2 separate regions of the Mus musculus genome follow, and region 1 is linked to region 2. Evidence: chromatin contacts called from public promoter capture Hi-C data. All regions are on one chromosome and are shown on one strand. The core of a region is the stretch at or near the end of the contact, and the rest is flanking DNA. Distances in the headings are between cores, read along the strand shown. Region 1 overlaps Dclk1 (doublecortin-like kinase 1). Region 2 overlaps Ccdc169 (coiled-coil domain containing 169).

Region 1 (4,320 bases), core at 502-3,001, 130 kb before region 2:
ATATTGTGACAATAATGATTATAACTATTTTGTTGTATCATAATGTGCATAAATATGTGTAATTCACAGTTATCACTATGTGGGTTCTAGGATATTTTGGTTTAAACAGCATGTTCTAAAATGATCTAACAGTCCTCCGAACTAGCACAAGATAGGCTGGAGAGATGGCTCAGTGGTTAAGAGCACTGGCTGCCCTTCCAAAGGACCCAGTTTGGTTCTTAGCATCTACCTGGTGGCTCACAAGTGTCTAAAACTCCAATTCCAGGGGATTTGACAACCTCATCTAGTCTAGAGTCACTGTACACATGGGATGCCCAGTCATACATGAGGCAAAACATTCATACACATAAAATAAAAATATATCGTTAAAGGCATTAGAAAGCACATAAGAAGCAAGGTTTAATATTCTACTTCTGCCTATAGCAAACACTTTCAGAAACAGCTTTATTGAGGTATTTATATACTGTAGAATTATTCAGCTAAATGGGTTATTCAACAGTGAATGGCCAGCCCGACAATATAGTTTTAAACCTCTTTTGTCATCAGTCTCTGCTTCTACCTGCAGCCCAGGCAGCTACTGATTCACCACTACAGATTTGGCTCTTTTGGAAAGCTGATGCAGTTCAAGGGTCCTCAGTGTTTACCTCACCAGACATTCACACATGTTATCTTAACACTGACGCAGCCATCAGTCATGTATTTTAGACAATGAACAAGAGATGGAGAGAAGTCATCCAACCTGTCCAAGGACAAGCAAGGGATTCTTAGTTTGCAAAAATAACGTACCTATCAAAGCACATGAAGATCCAGAGCAGAGTACAAGGAATGTACAGAAATCCATTAGCCAAAACAAAGCAGAGAGGATGAATAGTGCATCGGCTAGATTGAATTCCAACCCCATTCACCATCGTACAAGTGAGCCCTCACAAAGAACATGGCTTATCTGGCTCAAACATGAGCTATGGAAAGATGCACACACTTGACCTTGGGACCAGAATGACAATGTTTCTATCTCAATGTCAAGGAGCAACACTTATCCATAAAAATAGCATAGGGACACAGTGACAGATTGGCATGTCCTCTGCTGCTGATGCCTAAGATTAGTGTATGAGACCACTGTAAAACATTATATAGCCAAAGTTAGAAATATATTTCTTTAAGAACTATAATTTCCCTTTTGTGCCAGTGTAACAAACATTGATTATAGTTTTTAATTGCTTAACTGGGTAACCATTTGGTGATAGTATTGTATGAAAGACAGTTCTTAATTCTTCAAACTAAATGATTATCAACTACAGATCAGATGTATTCCAAGGTCATCACCCTCCTCCAAACCACGCAAATACATACAACTGCTGCTTGTCTTTTTCCAGGTGCACCTTAAACTCAACTCCTAAACTTTCTCCTGCCCCTACCTCCCAAGCCCTGAGATCTCCCCCTCATTGTTTTACAATGTTAATTTAAGGAATAAGATCGTACAGTCTACTTGAAATATCATCACTACAGCAACAGATTCCCTTTGTTGAATAAATCATTTCCATCAAGTGTCTGATGAGGTAGAGCTGAAAGCCAGATGCTCTGAAAGGCTCCATCCTTATAGATACCCATAGCTTTTATAACCACTAGGAGAACAAGGTCAGAATTTATAAGATTCCCTCAGGCTGAAAATCAAGATGGAGGCCTCCCTTGACTGAACCTCAGGTTTCCACTGCCTGTCACTGCCAAGAATGAAGTCACTCGCAGCCAACATGCAGTTTTTTTAAAGCTTTGTGCAGCAAAGGCTGTTCCTTAGCAACCGATGTCCACAAATGGGTTTCCAAGGAAACCAGAAAGCCCAATTTATAAAGCTATAAAACAAAGCAACTGTAAAGGCAACATTAGACACAGAAAGTGGCTATTCTTATCATCGCTACTGACTACCTGACAGCAAAGCATGTTCTATTTTTAAAGTTTAAATGAGATAAACCATTGTTAAAAGCATGCCACATTTGATCCCTGACTTTAGCATCTTGGTGGACATTTTCAGGATTCAAATGAAAGATATCAAATATTTATATGTTTTAAAAAAATGGCTCTTGGAGGTGACGTGTTTTTAGAATCATCTACAAGGTACAAAATTATTTCCAGATCCCAAACAGAATTCTATGCTCTTCACTCCTATGTAAAATAAGACCTCTCTGCCAGCATGTTTCCGCTGGTTCTAACAATGCTTCACTCTAGCTTTCTGGACAGCAGATTTTTCTCACAGAGGAGGCAATAGATGGTTGTGCAGAAATGGGGGAAAGGATGAGGTTGGCTAAACATGGGAGTCACACATATGCCACACCTGAATTTTTCAAGAAATCAACAACATGTCCTATCGTTAAGAGTTCTTGCTCTGCCGGGCGGTGATGGCACATGCCTTTAATCCCAGCACTTGGGAGGCAAAGACAGGCAGATTTCTGAGTTTGAGGCCAGCCTGGTCTATAGAGTGAGTTCCAGGACAGTCAGGGCTACCTGTCTCAAAAAAAAAAAAAAAAAAAGAGTTCTTGCTCTAAGTAATAGCAGAGCCAACTGCTTGCTCTAAGTAATAGCAGAGCCAACTGCATTGGAATCCTGACTTTTTCAGATTTTAGAAATAAATAACTCAATGTATGTATCAAAGGTGGCTTGTCCCTAACAATGTGCTCTAAACCACTGGCCATGGCCAGCCCATTGGTAATCCTGCAATATCACGGACACATGTTTGCAGTAATGAGAGAGAAGGATGACTTCAAAGGCTTCACATCACCTAGTGTCAGTTTTACCAAGAAATGAGCTACGGCAGAAGAAGACCTGATGGTTTATGTTTAACGTGATGAAGAGTTGCTGGGAAAGAAAGACTAGAGTGGAGGAATGCAAGAAAGGAAAGCAGAAGGCTGAGCTGAAGCAACAGGACAAGCACCAATGCAAACCATGCCATGGCAGATCCAGGCACAGACAAAGCCGGGCGGGATATCTGGCCATGCCTAAGCATCAGAGCAGGAGTTAGGGATTGTGCAGAAAGCTTCCAGGACATCTGCCGTTCTCTTCCACTGGTTGGAGCTAATAAAACCCTCAGGAAATACTCATCAAGGTCAACAGGAGTGGGCTGATTGGTCTGTTTCCTGCAGGAGACTGAAAGTCAACCATGTTCTAACCTTTCCCAGACATTACTCATCCTGGGCTATACTAATCCTGTCTGAAAATATTCTGTACAGAAATACACACGTTTTTTGCTTCTTACTTTATCTAATAGTTGGCTGTCTTGGATATATATCACTACTTCTAGTTTCCAGTCCCACAACATGCATTTGTCCTATTTTTCAAAAGAGGTGGGGGTAATGCTGATTTTAAATCAAGGGTTCTCAACCAGGGGTGATTTTTGCTTCCAAAAGAAAACTGACAAGTAGTTCTGGAGAAAAGCCTCTTTATACAGTTACACAGAGGGTTTGGGAGTTTTGCATTCCCCATATCACAAAACAAGTATTTAAATGGACACCAAACTTAATGCAACATTCATCAAATGACTAAACCAAAAGCAAATTTTAAAAGAAACCAATTAGAGTTGGATAATTTTTAACACAATGAAATTAAGAATTCAAGGTGAAGCCGGGCAGTGGTGGCTCACGCCCTTAATCCCAGCACTCAGGAGGCAGAGGCAGACAGATCTCTGTGAGTTCTAGGCCAGACTGATCTACAGAATAAGTTTCAGAATAGCCAACCCTACACAGAGAAACCCTTTCTTGAAAAAAGAAAAGAAAGGAAAAGAATTCAAGGTGATTTAAATACATTTTCTCCTAAGTTGCCCTTTTCCTTATACACTGCTAAATATCATCTCGTACCACGAAGGCTAGAAGCTATGGAAGTCTTAAGGACACTATCTTCTTGCTTGGTGCATTACCGAATCAGATTGTGGAAACATTATAAAATATAATGAAACAGGAAATGTATCCAAAGTTACATTTTTTAAAGAAATAAATAAGCTGCTAGGTCTTGTAGAAGAAGACCACCTACAGCTCAAAGGAAAAGGAGCAGTTACGGTGGGTCTGAAATGCACTTTAATAGTTTCACTTTAAAAGGCATGCCTCATGCAGCCTGTGAGTCTGGTACTCAGCTTCTTGAACACAACCCTCCCTGCATCACTTGCCCAGGAAGTCCTTACCGTGCTATACAAAGAGCAGCATCAGCCATTCCCGTGCTCTGCATTCTTATCCTTACTTGAAGCTGACTTCACTATCATTTTTAACTTAGTCTATTCGATGCATTGCCAGAGGGCTGCAGGCTTAGAAGTGACTAGAATACTACCTACAGTCATGTGTG
Region 2 (4,166 bases), core at 1,006-3,505:
CAAAATATATGTATTTCCATAGATGACTTCATTTGATTTGCATTACACATCATGAGATAGCCCATCTTTCTGTTTAATGTAGAGAAAATTGCAGCCGTGGGGGTTATATAATTATCCCAAAGGTGTGGCGCTGACCACTGGGAGTGCTAGAATCAGAACCCTGGTAAGCTGGTTCCCAGGGTCACACATGCTGGCATTGCCAGTACCACAGTAACAATGTGGTGCAGGCAAAGACTACATGTCCTTTTTTCACTGTATGCTTCATGCCTTTCTCTAGTGCAAACTACCAGAGACACTAGGCATCCCTGCAGAGAGAAAAGCTGAAGTCTCCTCTCTCCTAAAAGAGCATGAAATGAAGCAGATTGTGGTGACCAAGATCAATAATACTATACATATTAAAGAGTCAGCGAAGTACACTTTTAAAACACATCATTTAGATCTGCCAAGAAACACTAGTTTCCTAGTAACACTGGGCTCCAGCCCCACGAGGCTGCTCTCACGTAGCAGATCCATTTGACCTGGGCACTCACATGCATCTCACAGAGTGGATTTCAGCCCATGTCCTACTGTGATTGCTCTCCTGCTGTGGGGACAGAGGCTTCCTGTGAGCTCCCAAAAAATGCTATCTGATCTCACAGTTAAGATCTTGCTCATTAACGATTCTCCTTATCCTATTGCATGCTAAGCAACCCTGTATTTCCAAAACCCCTGCCTCATAGCTTCTTCTACAGTATCCCGTCTGTTAGGGCACATCCTAAGGTTATGATCTGGCCTTAGAAAGTAAACTGCCACCCTGGGACAACCAACTGGAGTCATCACCAATCAGGATACATCTGCCTGCCACACTGGCCCAGCCAGGCATGCCCCGCCTTTCTGCTTCCTTAGATCACTTCTGGAGCCACTAGTTTTATACCTAGTCCTCGGAGAAGTAGATGCCAAGGTGGGATTAAAAGTGCAGAGATCAGGAATGCCCATGTGAAGATGAGGAGAGGGAGAAGCAGGAGGCTGGGAGAGCGATCTCATGGGCTCGCCACCACGCAGGCCAAGAAGCTTGGCTGGAAGAAGATGAGCCCTAGTCTGTCTGCTTGCAGCCTATACAGAACAGCTTAGTAAAAACCCTAAGAGGAAACCCTAAGCCCAGTCAGTCAACAATGGATTCCCACGTATGCCAGGAATAGCTCTGCCTTTGTCTCTCTGCTGCCAGAGCTCGAGGACAGAGAGCAGACCTTGGCAAGTGTAGCCTCCATGGAGTCAAAGTCAGGTTCCTAAGGCCCTCCCGTCAAACAGGCTTCTGACTGGGGAGTCAGAGGCATGCTGCCTGGACCATTATGTTTCCTTTGTCAATCAAACAACCTCATGATGCTGACCTGGCCAGAGTTTTCTAAGTGTAGGGGCTTTGGGGGGAGGGATGCAGAGTCAGAGAGCATGGATGGAAACTCAAGCTCTGCTTCTTAGAAACGCACAGTTACTTTCTTGGTGCTGTGTCTCACTCTCACCTTCTACTTGTAAAGCACTGAGATCCACAGCTGTGGCACATTTGTCCTGGAAACAGACTCCCGGCTGAAGGGAAGTGTACCCCCTACACATGGTGACACAAAGTCCTGAGTGACCAGCGCTCACTGCTGCACCCTACCTCGTCCATACCTGCAGCTGCCAAATCCCCACGGCCAAGGCCTTACCACTGCTATCCCTTTCTGCGCTCTGTTGTCCCTTCTTCAATTTTCCCATGCAAACTACCATGCCTCCAGCCTTAGACTTCCAAGATGTCCTTACGTCTCTTGCCTGTGAAGTTTCAGCCTCCAGTCAGCTCAGCCATTCTCATGAAGCATCAACTGTCATTTCTCTGCTAGCCAGTGTCACATCCAAATCTAAAAGCAGAGCCCTGGGTGTCTGTTCTCGATCTTGACTTGACACTTCAAACTCAGCTTCGCCAAACCAACATCGTGGTTTCACTTACACAATTTGTATCCTAATACACCCATTGTCAAAAACCGCTAAGCATCGTTTTTCAATTTTACATTAGCTGTTGGTTTTGGCTAGATGAGAATAGATTATGAATTTTTAATACAAAAAAAAACAAGAGTACACATTTGTAATGGGAGGGTACATAAAAATGAATCCCAAAAATGATAAACTACAGTCTTCCACTAAAAATAAAAATAGTGTTAGCAGAGCCCAGGCTCCAGACATACACTCCTCTGCCTCTGCCTCCATCACTTGCTCCACAGCAGAGAGTGTTGGCTAAAATAGAACACTCTATTCAGACACATCTGAGAAGCACAGCAGTGCTGCCATTTCAGGCACAGGGGACAATTTACACTCAAACTATGAATCCTTAAATAAATCAGGCTTGAGAGTATCCACCTGCCCGGCTGTCTGAGCTTAGGAATCATACTGCCTTTCTCGGTCTGACTGTGCACTCATCTCTATGCTAACCAGCAGCAGCTTCGGATCAACTGTAGGTTCCGTTCTACGCTGACTTTCTCCATCACTGTCTCCTGTCGCACCCATGTTCTCTTGTCAGCCTCAGCACCGTATGCACAAATGGCTCCAGCTGCGTGGCCACGATTCCTGGGGTGCATCTGATTTTCCTTCCTGGACCTTCTATGAGCTCCACCCACTCTCTCTCACTCGTGCAGGCATGTGTGTACACACACACACACACACACACACACACACACACACACACACAGTGCTTTAAAATTACAGTATAGCTCGGACATAAAGGTTTGCTTGGCAATCTGGTGGGGATTAGACCAGCATCAAAACTAGTTATGCACTGGAGAAACCAAGAACCCATCCTGGATTTCCCTAGACTACCACCATCATCAAATACCCTAGAGTCTAGGCTAGTACAGAATAATTACTGTATACAGCAAAAGAAAACCTTTAAAAGTACTAAATTATTCTAAGATAAAGTTAGGGTCCATTCTAGATTTTGATTCTTTGTTTTCCTGACGGCAAACTTACTAACCTAGATATTTGGAAAGTGATTTTATCAGAGGGGTGGACCTGTCCCCACATCCAGAGGAGGTCCTGGTCTTTCTGAAATGAACTTACTGAAATGGTTCTGATCTTTCAAGCTGGTATGTATCTGTTTGCAGAAATCAATGGTCACAAGCCAGAAAGTTGTCTAGTGAAGACAAACTAAAGCTAAAGACCCTCCTAGAAACTAAATTCTCAAAACGGACACCGGGATTTCATACTACTTCTGTGATTCTTAGCATTCTAATTTAGCGTGTTCACCTACATTCTTGTTTTAATTTGCTTTGAAAGGGTTACACAGCAGGGCTGTGTTTGCATACCTGAAGTAAAATATACTTAGGATTTAAGCAAAAGATAAAAATAATCAAAAAGCCTATTCCTCTATCCCATACAGAAGGAAGACCTAACTGAGACCCATTTTCTCAAAACTAATGTAAATTGTTGCACTGAAGAATTCAACAACAGCAATAATAGGCAGGGGTGGGTGCTAGCTACAAATTAAAACATCCTGCTTGAGGTTTTAAGAGAGTGAAACAACAATACAACTTAGCTAACTCCAGACACCGCCAGCCCTAATAGGAGATTCTTCATGCTGACATTACAAATGCCCCCTTGTGGACAAACCTGATTATTACAATATATAGCACTGTTTTATATCTATATCTATCTATATCTATATATCTATATATATCTATATATCTGACATCAGTTTGTGAGTATGTCTGTGGAAGTTGCACCTAAAAACTGATGATTCGTAACAAAGACAAACTGGGAAGGGGGCTGGAGAGACGTTTAGCTGTGAAAAGTACTTCAAGCTGTGCTAGAGGGCCCGGGTCTAGGTCTTAGCACGCACATCTGGAGGCTCACAACAGCCTAGAGCTCCAGCTCCAGTGAACCCAATGCCCTCTAACCTCTCCAGGCACTACACACGCATGCTGCCCATGAATTCCTACAGACACACACTCATAACCAAAAATAAAATAATAGGTAAATCTTTTTTAAAGTCAGAAATTCTGAGATGTTGTATATTCATAGCCTGGCCCATAAAAATAATTTTATTCATTTACTCTGTCAACCTAAAGTGAAAATTGAAAAAAATATATATACAAGTATTATATGTCTGAGCAACACAAATTCTGTCCTTTCTTCTGAAAACTAAGACAGCATGTCTTTGTTTCTTA

Evidence for each region. Promoter capture Hi-C pulls out the DNA fragments that hold promoters and counts their contacts.
Region 1: a promoter capture Hi-C map of hippocampal neurons shows a contact between it and region 2, with 4 times the contacts expected there. The contact joins two enhancer-like sites. A contact is called at or near these places in 6 of 39 promoter capture datasets (the 3T3-L1 cell line, cranial neural crest, embryonic stem cells and 2 more), 1 of 15 datasets of contacts at CTCF or cohesin (the NIH/3T3 cell line), 4 of 484 Hi-C or Micro-C datasets (embryonic fibroblasts, embryonic stem cells, nephron progenitors and 1 more) and 1 of 9 other capture datasets (pancreatic islet).

The regions. Positions count from the first base shown.
Region 1 is chr3:55,281,837-55,286,156 of GRCm38.p6, reverse strand. All of the region lies in intron 3 of Dclk1 (doublecortin-like kinase 1), which reads right to left. Among named protein-coding and RNA genes, the nearest start is that of Gm25132, 21 kb to the left of the region's middle. Within about 2 kb of position 1,751, at least 48 of the 459 cell types and tissues checked have an H3K27ac peak or open chromatin away from gene starts, as enhancers often do. A contact at or near this core is called in hippocampal neurons, where this site is marked.
Region 2 is chr3:55,152,535-55,156,700 of GRCm38.p6, reverse strand. All of the region lies in intron 4 of Ccdc169 (coiled-coil domain containing 169), which reads right to left. Among named protein-coding and RNA genes, the nearest start is that of Ccdc169, 15 kb to the right of the region's middle. Within about 2 kb of position 2,255, at least 9 of the 459 cell types and tissues checked have an H3K27ac peak or open chromatin away from gene starts, as enhancers often do. A contact at or near this core is called in hippocampal neurons, where this site is marked.